Linked DNA regions of Mus musculus: region 2 is linked to region 1. A link is a contact called in public HiChIP or PLAC-seq data. All regions are on one chromosome and are shown on one strand. Each heading gives the region's core, a stretch centred on a gene start, on an enhancer-like site or on the middle of the called end of the contact. The rest is flanking DNA. Distances are from core to core; before and after follow the strand shown. Region 1 overlaps Fryl (FRY like transcription coactivator). Region 2 has its middle 6.2 kb from the start of Cwh43.

Region 1 (5,877 bases), core at 2,094-4,593:
TCCTCAGTCAGCTCATTTCCGTCTCCAAACACACACTGGTGGATCCGTCCCAGGTGTCAGGTGATGTTGAGAGTCTGTTACTATCCTTACCTTTTCAGGGTGTGCCCTGGGGGGTTGGAGATTGAACCTAGTTTCCTGCCAATGCTAAGCAGACATACAGCCATTGAGCTCCATCCTCGGCCTAGAAATTGCTAATTTCTGCATCATCATCATCATAATAAATATCAACAACAACAACAACAACTTTTCATGTTAGATGAATTATCTGGTAAAAATTTATAGGATCAGATACCACATAAAACTGAATTTCTGTAGACCATTTAAACCTGCCTTTTAGCTTTCTAAATATTGTGCAATAAAGTTGGTTCTTGTTTGCTTTTTCCCCCCCACCGTAGGCTTTCCTCTTAACATCCTCTGCTTACTGCCTCACCTAATCCAGCATTTTGACAGCCCAACTCAGTTTTGCAAAGAGACAGCTAGCCGGATAGCAAAGGTAAGCAAATGCGAAAGGCCCGGTCCCTGCGGGCAGGCGCTGTCCTGCCCGGCAGGTCCTCTCTTCCGGAACTTTGCCTCTAATGTTTATTCTGTCCATCACAAGGAGCTACAGCAAAGCCAGTGAATAAAAATATCAAATTACAGTGACCCTCCTGAGTCTTGAGTCTTTTTCTGCTCCTTTTCCTACTTTTCTTCTCTACGACTCTGTCTGTCTGTCTTTCATTCATTTATTTACTGGCAAAGCCAGACCAGGCCCTGGGCTGCCATCCTCACGGGCCATGGAGCGGGGACACAGGCATGGAAGCAGAAGCCAGCCTAGAGTCCGGTGAGGCTCCAGGCAGTGGGAACAGAGCCTCTAGGTCACAGACAGCAGAGGTCTCTAGAGGAGGGCCTGTCTAGGCTTGGACTGATGATCAAACAGGAACCACCAAAGTGAAATTCCTGAGTGAGAAGCTACGAGGGGACCAGGAACTGAAGTTTGCTGGGCAGAGGAAATTGCATGTGCAGAAAGCTGGGGGGATGCTCATCTGTTAAGAGAGCCCTTGCTGCTCTTGCCAAAGACCTGAGCTCACTTCCCAGCCCCCACACACTTATAGCATGTGCACATGCACACAGACCTGAGCTCACTTCCCAGCCCCCACACACTTATAGCATGTGCACATGCACACAGACCTGAGCTCACTTCCCAGCCCCCACACACTTATAGCATGTGCACATGCACACAGACCTGAGCTCACTTCCCAGCCCCCACACACATATAGCATGCGTACACGCACACAAATTAAATAGAAGTATTAAAGGAGAAAACTACCTGTGCAGAGTCCCCCAAAAGACAAGCCATAGTATATCTTGAGTTTCTTAAAATCCTTTCTACTTTTTTCTTTTTAACCCTTTCTTTTGTCTTTTCTCTCTGCCCCCTTATTTTTCCTTCCCACCGCACAGTTCCGAAAGCAGTAGTATAGCTATTTTTATATCATCTGTTAAGGTGTTGGAAACGTATGTCTCCTAATGTCATAAAGTATGATTGACATTTTATACTTTTAATAATTTCCTGTCTGAATAGCTTTTTAAAGATGAGATTCCTATTTATACATGTATGAATCTGTGTGCGTCAGCCGTTGTTCCTTGGAGGGAGAAGTTTTCAAACTTCAAACATACAATTACAAATAAAAGGTAGCTACGTTTAAAAAGAATACACAGCCCGCAGTGAACGACGCGACTCGATCGGGGAGGAGGCAGTGAAGGACAGCTGCAAACTAGAACCCCAGGAGGGAAAGCCGGAAAGTTCCCAGAGAGGAATAAGTAAACTGCCTTTTCTTATAATCAGTGATTCAGTTCAGGAGCAGCACAGGAAGGGAAGAGGCCAGCAGCAGGTACAGCCCAGTGAAGGGAACGTCCTGTTGTCAGGTACGACGCCATTGAGTGCAGAGCCATAGAGAGCGCTACGCAGCAACAAAACACGTCAGCAGGAAGGGAGAGCCTTAGCGTTACCCTGCCAGATAATACAGAGGACGAGAAAATACAGAGAGCTGGTCAGGGTGGCACGAGCCTGTGGAAGAAGGATCATCTCAAGTGAAGGGTGCCCCGGTATCCCCAGGGGGTTATAGGACAGCCAAGGGGTGGAGTGAGACCCTGCCTTTAAAAACAAATCAGAAAAGATAAAAGGTGTATTAAAGTATGGCATTGAGTCTCTCCCTACTTGAATTTCTAAATTTATTACAATTTATTAACTATGAAGAGATTCTTAAACAGCCAATTGTAGATCACTTAGCTTGTCATGGTTAACAGAACCATATCCTAATTTCTTAAACATGGTAAACCAGCAGGGTGGCTCACGGCTGTGACCTCAGTGCTCTAGAGGCTGAGAAGGAATTTTGTCGTGAGTTTGAGGCCAGCTGGGTTACATGGTACGTTCCAAGCCAGCCTTGGCTACAGAATGAGAAAAAAGAAAAAAATAAAATCTAAAATCCTGAGCTGGCAGGATGGCTCAGTGGGAGAAGGCACTTGCCTCCGACCTGCACAACCTAAGTTCGATCCCTACATGGGTAAAAGGAGAGAACCAACTCCTGCAAGGTGTCCTTTGACCTCCACACACTCACACAGTAAATAAAGAAATGGAGTGAAATAGAGAAGTGTATATGGTAGTAGAAAAAGATGGCACAAGGATTCTTATTCTTGATTTCTCTTAATAAGTTCAATAGAACGTTAAGAATTTGACAGAAAACTGATGGTTTGAAATGAAAGGATATTTTGGAAAATATCTGCCTAAAATATGTAGCATTTTCACTGACGAGGATTTAAGATGATATAAAATTTTTTAAAAATGGCTTTCACTTTAATATTCCAATTATGCATCGTTAGGAAAATACAAACAAGGTCTCTCCCCACCCCCCCGCTGAGGAGCTTGAAAGAAGACATGAGGGGAAACTATATATTGGCTTAATTGGAGTTTTTAAGGGAACAAAAAGCTCAAATAGGAAAACAGAAGCATCTAAGGTGCAGCCGGAACAGTAGCCAACCCACTGAGAAGCCCAGCCCGGCCTGAAGGATGTCACAGCCCCTGAAGATAGAGCTGCTGGTGTCCTGACCTCATCAGGACACAGGAAGTCCCCTGTGATTTATCATTTTTTTTCTTCTAAGAATCCAAATTAGGCTTTCTGTGATTGCTAAATTGTTTTGAAGTGGGCTTTCTCCTGCACTGTAGCACCGGATGGCTCCCTCTGTGTGTGCTTTTAGAAACCTGCGGGCTGTGGGTTAAATTGATTTCCTCAATTTATTCTCTCACTTGGAACTGTTGAGAGTAATTTTCTGCTATTATGTGCTTCCTCATTATGCAAATATCCCTGGATCTCTGTTTGCGCCCACGGAGAGCTCAGCAGCTCACTTGGGCCAGGCAACGAACGCGCTTTCATTATGGCAGGAACCTTGCCAAAAAGTTTGTTACAGACATTTATTCTTTTTTTAAGTCACTGGATTGTATTTTAACCTGATGTTTCTAAGTGTCAAAATTTATTCTTAAGACATTTTCTTTTTTATATTGCCCAGGAGTCCTCTCCCATTTCAAAGATAAATGTTTAACATTTATTGTTGAGGAAAAAGTACCCTTTCGTAAGAACTTAGTTTGTACAGCCAGAGGTGATGGCATACACCTGTAATCCCAGTGAGTTCAAGGCTGGCCTGGGCTACATAACAGGGCTCAAAAACAAACAAAAATCTCCAAAGACCGTTTTATCGTTCAAGAAAGTTTTCTAGCAAGGATATAAACAGTCATTGTGAAGTTATAAGATTATATGACTTTTAAATAGTTCATTAGGTTAGTCTTGGTTGAAATAGAAATGAGAAACCAAGGTTCCCCTCCCCCCATCTTCTCATGGTTGGCTTTATGGATAATGGATTAGATAGTTGAAAATCATTATTAAATGATTTCGGGTACTGCATTGGCATTTTCTGCAGTCATACATGCATGCCTTTATATCTCCAGCATGGATAATGGCAGAGAGATGGACTTAAGGCCCTTCAAGTCTATCAGTTGTCCTCTGAACTATTAGATTAGTTAAATAAATAGTTAAATATGTGTATATTTCAGAGGCAACATTTCTCTTTACTAAATGCTGTAGGCAGTTGTGGAAACGGATATAACACATTAGGAGTAAATGGAAGAACACTCTTGAAAAATGAAAAGAAGAAAACTGAAATAGACAGTATGACAAGGCTGGTCTTCATGATACATACACATGTACATGCATGCATATATACATACATATATGTTTGTACATACATATATACAGACATGTAGCACATACATACATTCATACACACATATATACACATATATATACACATACACATATATGCATATATATACACGTATATATGTATATATATATACATGTGTGTGTATATGTGTGTGTGTATGTATGTGTATGTGTGTGTATATATATATATGTGTGTGTATATATATGTGTGTGTGTGTGTGTATATATATATATATATATATATATATGCGAAGGCCCTTTTCCAGTTCTAGTTTGTTATAGCATCTCCAGAAGAGGCTAAAAGACATCTTCACTAGTCACCCAGGGAATAAAGGAACTAAGAATATGAATTTAATCAGTAACCCCCCCTCCCCTTGCAAAGGCCATTCCCCATTCCATAGCTCTGTGTCAACCTGCTCCTGGAAAGTTTGGCTTCCACCAGGACTGGCCAAGGAACTCGGCACTTAGATAATTTCCTGAGGAGCAGTCAGATGGCCGGTGTGCAGGTTGCTACCAGTGGGCATACCACAGCTCCAGTGTGGTCCTGTGACTGTCACACAGGTTGGGACTGTCAGCAGTAACTAGTCCATGAGATGCCCTGACACAGCAGCCCTGAAGCAGCCTGAGAATCTCAGGTAGAGCCTGCCTGCTTTTAGGCTCTTGGGCACCAGAGCGCTTTGGGATTCGACAAGACAGACGGAAAGTCAAGAGTAGGGCTTATGTACCCATAGACGGCCGTTCACCAGAGACCATGTTATAGACTGTAAACACCATCCAGTGTAAAACCCAGACAAGTGCTGGCACATCAGTCCTCTTTCTGGTCTTCCGTCGTGGTGGCTCTCACCCTTCCTAATGCTGCACCCCTTTAGTACTGTTCCTCACGTTGTGGTGACCGCTGCCCCCCGCCCCCCAACCATGAAATTATTTTCATGGCTACTTCACGAGTGCAGTTTTGTTACTCTTGTGAATCATAATGTCTGTATTTCCGAGATAAGGGCTGAGAACCACTGTTCTGTCGGCATTCTCTTAGCAGTGCCTTGGTCTTTCCCTTTCCCATTTTAACTTTTCTGGCTTTAAAAAAAAAAAAAAAGGCCCTGGAATTTTAATGTGCATTTCAAATGATAAATTTTAAATGAATGCGTTTAGCCTAATGCAGGTTTAAGTTGTGGACAACTGGAATAAGCGCGTGTGTTCTCCAGGTCTGTGCGGAAGAGAAGTGCCCGACGCTGGTGAACCTGGCTCACATGATGAGTTTGTACAGCACACATACCTACTCCAGAGACTGTTCCAACTGGATCAACGTGGTGTGCCGGTACCTGCACGACTCTTTCTCAGAGGCGACCTTCAGTCTTGTGACTTACCTGGCAGAGGTGAATTTAGGCGGTTTTGGACCTCTCGGTGGTGACATTGTCAAGTGGCTGTTGAGAGGGGCAGTGCTGTGGTCCTAACTTGTCTTCGAGTTGCACTGGATTAGAGAGCACATCAGAGAGGACAGAGCAGGGAAGATACAAATGCTGCTTTTCAAGTGCAAAAGAGGTTTTTTTTTTTTTTTTTTAATTGGATGGTTTTTTTTCCCAATTCTAGTATCTAGAATCATTGCCTTAGTCGACATGGAAGTAAATGTCTA
Region 2 (5,877 bases), core at 1,218-3,717, 340 kb before region 1:
AGGGGTGATGAAAATATTTTGGAGGGGGCTGGTGAGATGTCTCAGTGGGTAAGAGCACCCGACTGCTCTTCTGAAGGTCCAGAGTTCAAATCCCAGCAACCACATGGTGGCTCACAACCATCCGTAACAAGATCTGACTCCCTCTTCTGGTGTGTCTGAAGACAGCTACAGTGTACTTACATATAATAATAAATAAATAAATCTTTAAAAAAAAAAGAAAAAAGAAAATATTTTGGAGTTTAGCTGTGCTGCCAGATACATAATAAATACACAAAGCCATTTGACTTCGCCCTTTGAGAAGATAAACTTAATGGCAACTTTTACCTCAATTGAATATGATGAGACTCCTGGTGTACTGCCTGTATTTTAAAAGTATTAGCAGGTTGTGGTAGCACGCATTTGTAATCCCTGCACTTGGGAGGAGAGGCAGAAGGACAAGGATTTCAAGGTCATTCTCAGCTATGTAGCGAGTCCAAAGCCAAACTGAGTAATATGAGCCTTTAGAAGGCAAAAGTTAAAACAACAACAACTAATGTTTAAGATAAACAAAAGAAATGAAAGAAATTCCACCACCACCACCACCACCACCACCACCATCACCAGAAAGATACACAGCAGCTCAGTGAACATCAATGTTAAAGATAATTACATAGGAGAAATTCACTTCACACTCACTATGGAATTCTGATTTTTTTATTTTTTAAAAAATCGGATGCTAACATGTTGACAAGGATGTGAAGACTGTGCTGGAGGGGGCAGAACGTGGTGCAGCTATGTTGGAAAACGTTCTATCGGTTCCTCAAAGAGTTAAATACAGAGGTACTGTATGAGCCAACCATTGCACTCCAAGGTATAGGTATGGGGGGGGCGGGCAATGTACAAACCCCATGCACAGATGCTTGAAGCAGCAGTGCTTCTAACAGCCCTAAAGAGAAGCAGTCCAAATGCATAAGCCCTGATTATAGTGTTATTTACATTCAATAGAACAGCATTCAGCAATGAAAAGGTATTGCTACATACGATGGCACAGTTCACTCTAGACACTGTGTTAAGAGAAAGGAGCCAGTCATTAAAAAAAAAATTGTACAATCCTGTTTACGAGAAATATTCTGAGTAGGCAAATTGAAAGTGACTGAGAGTGGCTTAGAGGTTACGGGGGGGGGGGTTCATATAGGTGGAGAAGGAAGTGGGTTGGTGAATCCAGTTTCTCATAGAGTAGATGACACTTCTAAAATTAACTTGTGACTGGCAACTTCCCGACTGTCAGTGTGCTGGCAGCACTTCCCTGCCCACGGGATGCTAAGTTCATGAATCACATAGGGTGAGGATCTCCAAAACACTTTCAAGTGTTTTGGGCGAGGCTGCAGTCTGAACGCCAGCAAATGAAGAAAAGACATCAGACCCTGCACTCTCCTGCCTGGGTGCCTCCCTGTTTCTCTCTGGATTGATTGCACTTCTCACTGTACCTGGCAAAAGCAACTGAAGAAAGGAAGGAAAGGTTTACTAGGGCTGATAATCTGAAGTTAAGGGTACAGTCCACGACGGCAGGAGAGGTCTGGCAACAGGGAAGGTCTTCCTGCTATACTGCATGCACAGTCGGGAAGCAGAAAGAAACAAAAGGGCACCTTCCTCCCTTTCTCCTTTCTATTCAGTCCAAGAGTAGAGCCCCAGGGCTGGTGAGATGGCTCACTGTGGTAAGAGCACCGACTGCTCTTCCGAAGGTCCTGAGTTCAAATCCCAGCAACCACATGGTGGCTCACAACCATCCATGAGATCTGATGCCTTCTTCTGGTGCATCTGAAGACAACTACAGTGGACTTATGTATAATAATAAATAAATCTAAAAAAAAGGAGTAGAGCCCAGGGGACAGTGCCGCCCACATTTAGGGTGAGTCTTCCCTCCCCATTTAAACCTCGGAAACACCCTCGTGGACACTCCTTGAGGTAAACTTTCCTGGGTGGCTCTTGAGTCCAGTCCAGTTGACAACGGAAGAGCAGTTTTCATATGCTGGAAACAAAAACCACACAGGTCTAATTGAGAGTGTGTGTCTGTGCAGTGCTTTGCTAGTCCATTATAAAGTTAGTTTCTTTTTCAGTATCTAACTTGCTTTTGTTGCAATTGGCCTTCTGTCTTACTTCATTTTCTTTAGCACTCTGACTGCAGCTCACCATAGGTGTGTCTGGAAAATGCAGTCCTTCGATGACGGGAGATCTTGGTGAGCAGCTATCCATCTCTGCTACAAAAGTCTACTTTATAGAGACTTATTTTGAGGTTTAAATAGATAAAAAGCTAAGGCCTTCAGTGTGGTGCCGGTTGTGGTGTTCACAGAACTCACAATACTGGGGGGGGTGGAGGGGGAGGTCTTTTGTTAAGCTGCCATGATGTTTGGCCTAGTGCAGGGGAGGTCTTAGAGACAAGGCTGGCAACTTAACAGTGACAGCTCTGTCCTGAGAGTATTTTAATTGCCTTCTTGAGGCTTTCTGTAATCTCGTTGGCATTCTCCCAACTACAGATTCCACACCAGCACTCGGCATACAAGGAAGGGTTTCATCATCGGCCCCCATCAGTCTCCAGAGAGAGCAGCATCCCACTCTAGACTGTTCTGCGTTTCCAGTCTGGTCCTGCATGGCACAGTGGGAAAGTTCCCCGAGGCTCCTGAGGCTCTCCTGTGCCCCTTTAATGTGGAGTTGAGTTAATGTATCCATAGCGAGTTAATTATGAAGCTGCTTCTAATTTCCTTACTAGGAAATCATATGATCAATAGAGGGCTCATAGGAAGTTTTAATTACCTGGCTCTCCACCAATCTTATTGCTTTTTAATTACAGAGATTATAAAATGTTTACACCCAACACACAGGATATGAGTTATTTGGATACTGATAAAGCCATGCTCAGCCTCGCCTGCACAGTGTGCATGCAATGATGTCAGCTTGCCATTGCAACTACTACCTCCATTTTCATATTTATAATAGGTTTGGCTCATATTTAAATTCCAAAGGCCTTAGCACCTCACTTTTTTGGTGGGATCTCTTTTCCACCCTGAAGCTGTCATTGACATTCTTACATTACCTGGAAATGAATGAAGTCCCTCACAGTCGTGCCAGCTGCTTCCTCGTCCCCTCTGTCCCCTCGTTTTATAGAGCATGACCACGCGGAGTTCAGTCAGAACACGATGAGACTGTTTTTCGTTTTATCGTAAAACGAGGATCTCTGGCATTACCTAACACTGCCTGTTGTGATAAAGATCTGATCTCCTGGTGAGAATAAGAAAAGCTCTTCCTTAAAGAGGTGTGCTGAGAAGAACCATCCACCTCCACCTCCTCCACCACCTCCTCCTCCACCTCCTCCATCACCTCCATCTCCACCTCCACCACCTCCTCCACCTCCACCTCCACCTCCTCCACCTCCTCCTCCATCTGCTCCACCTCCACCACCTCCTCCACCTCCACCTCCTCCACCTCCTCCTCCACCTGCTCCACCTCCACCACCTCCTCCACCTCCACCTCCTCCACCTCCTCCTCCACCTGCTCCACCTCCACCACCTCCTCCATCACCTCCTCCACCTCCACCTCCACCTCCTCCACCTCCACCTCCTCCACCTCCTCCACCTCCACCTCCTCTACCTCCACCTCCACTCCCACCCCCTCCACCTCTACCTCCACTTCCACCACCTCCTCCACCTCCACCTCCACCACCTCCTCCACCTCCACCTCCACCTCCACCTCCTCCACCTCCACCTCCTCTACCTCCACCTCCACTCCCACCCCCTCCACCTCCACCACCTCCTCCACCTCCACCTCCTCCATCCCCACCTCCTCCACCTCCACCTCCACCTCCACCACCTGCTCCACCTCCACCACCTCCTCCACCTCCACCACCTCCTCCACTACCACCATGGCAGTTCAGGCTCATTTGGTTTATGAAAATATCCACACTACCAGAGAAAGGGATCAGTTCCTGGTCTGCAATGACTAACATCTGTCTCCCTGGTATCCCACAACCATCCCAGGTCAGGTGCAGCAATAGTTGGCACTGTGAAGCTGGAACCTGGATGAGAAATCAGCCTCCTACTGCATGTCTCATGGAGGTACCACGTGGTTTTTCTTCCTAGCCATCGAACCAAGGGACTTGGGGTGCTACCAGTACAAAGCACTCATCCAGCATGCATTAAGACCTGGGTTATGTCTCCACCACTGCTGAGGACAGACATGGGAAAGGCAGAAGAAGAGAGAAAGGAAAAAGAATAGAAAAGGGAAGGGAAGGGAAGGGAAGGGAAGGGAAGGGAAGGGAAGGGAAGGGAAGGGAAGGGAAGGGAAGGGAAGGGAAGGGAAGAAATGGACAAACCCACACTCTAGCCTTCTCAAGCCAGGCAGCCTGTGGCTCTAGATGTGTCCTCTAAGAGGTAAAGTCCAGTGAGAGGGTTTGTACTCACAGTGACACACCCTTAAGATAGGTGCTGAAACCCCAACATCTCCCTTTAGCCCTCTTTCCATTTGGCCACCTTGCATCCCCGCTGTCTCCCCACAGGCCTGAAAGCAATGGAGTCACCAGACTGTGGGCTCCACCCTTGAAAACAGTGAGCTCCAACAGACCTTTTCTCTGTGTAGGTGGATTGTTTCCAACATTTGTTACAGTAACAGAAGAAAACTGACTAACTCAGGCAGTGTCTACTCAAAGAGGCAGAAACTGTTTGGACAAAGAGAGTAATCCACTGCAGCTCTTTCTTACAAGCACTCCTAGTCCCTTATGTTCCACTTCAGAACTGATGGGCAGCTCTTTCCCCGTGAGCTTTGATTGCTTCCCTTTATTTGGCTTGAGGATGTCTGAGTTGCTGTTTGCTTTCCTTGCTTGCCCAATACATTGAGAATGTTTTCTCGTGGCAATAGATGACCCTCTTCCATATGATCTTCAATGGTGTAATGATCCCTTGGCTTAGTAACATATAATTTACTCATGGTGATTCTCAAATAAGCAGACCGCCTAACTTTTTGTCACTATGCAGACTGCTCGAATTAAGATTCACGTCGCCCACCTCCACCACCAAATGAAATCAGTCCTCCTCCACACGATATGGAAGAAGAGGAGGATGGGGGGGGGGAGGGAGAGGCAGTAGGACACAAGTGATCCAGCTCAGAGGCACCAAATGGATGAAACCAATGACCAAGTAGATGCTCTGACACTCAGTGATGATTTGGAAAGCACTATAGAAGAGCATTTCAATATCCTGTTTGATTTGATTTTGTTTGAAAAAAAGAGGAGAGAGAGAGAGCATTAGTAATTCATCTGATAAAGAAGTCATCGCTGAGGCAGAAAGACCAGTTGTAAAAACTATGGGTCCTCTTGTTTTGACTGACATTCTCTTTAATGAGAAGATAAGAGAGCAAATCAAGAAACAAAGATACCATTTCCTAAGACGTTGTCATAACAACCAAAAGGTCAGCGGTACCTGCTTTGTAGTCTGGAATGTGTGGTAGTATAGCATCAAGCTCAGCTCATCGCCAAGATTTCATGCATCTTAAAGGAGACATGAGAGGAAGGAAGACCTTCTAGGAATGGTCATCATCAGCGGATCAAGACCCCAGGGAGACACCAAGTGTGGTAGTTACTTCCCAGTGATGAGGGACAACACCTAACAGAAGCAACCTAAGGAAGGAAGGAAGGAAGGAAGGAAGGAAGGAAGGAAGGAAGGAAGGAAGGAAGGAAGGAGAGAAGGGAGAAAAGAAGGAGAGAAGGAAGGAAGCAAAGAGGGAAGGAAGTATGGAAGGTAGGAAGGAAGGAAGGAAGGAAGGAAGGAAGGAAGGAAGGAAGGAAGGAAATAAGAAAGGAAGAAATGTGTCTCAAAGGAGGTTCCCAAGGAGATTCCTTTCAACACAGAA

Evidence for each region. HiChIP or PLAC-seq counts read pairs in DNA pulled down with a chosen protein or histone mark.
Region 2: a contact with region 1 is called in an H3K4me3 HiChIP or PLAC-seq map of embryonic basal ganglia, with 3 times the contacts expected there. The contact joins two enhancer-like sites. A contact is called at or near these places in 3 of 39 promoter capture datasets (embryonic stem cells, hippocampal neurons and liver), 8 of 15 datasets of contacts at CTCF or cohesin (the G1E-ER4 cell line, the NIH/3T3 cell line, embryonic stem cells and 3 more), 59 of 484 Hi-C or Micro-C datasets (the Ba/F3 cell line, the G1E-ER4 cell line, the HL-1 cell line and 29 more), 13 of 115 datasets of contacts at active chromatin or transcription factors (the HPC-7 cell line, Th17 cells, astrocytes and 4 more) and 3 of 9 other capture datasets (adipose tissue, liver and pancreatic islet).

Annotation. Positions count from the first base shown.
Region 1 is chr5:73,059,122-73,064,998 of GRCm38.p6, reverse strand. It overlaps Fryl (FRY like transcription coactivator), which reads left to right. Exons shown (of 63, transcript NM_028194.2): 46 at 1-60; 47 at 396-493; 48 at 5,450-5,620. Among named protein-coding and RNA genes, the nearest start is that of Slc10a4, 55 kb to the right of the region's middle. Within about 2 kb of position 3,343, at least 12 of the 459 cell types and tissues checked have an H3K27ac peak or open chromatin away from gene starts, as enhancers often do. A contact at or near this core is called in embryonic basal ganglia and neural progenitor cells, where this site is marked.
Region 2 is chr5:73,396,966-73,402,842 of GRCm38.p6, reverse strand. It overlaps the pseudogene Gm35960. Among named protein-coding and RNA genes, the nearest start is that of Cwh43, 6.2 kb to the left of the region's middle. Within about 2 kb of position 2,467, at least 75 of the 459 cell types and tissues checked have an H3K27ac peak or open chromatin away from gene starts, as enhancers often do. A contact at or near this core is called in embryonic basal ganglia and neural progenitor cells, where this site is marked.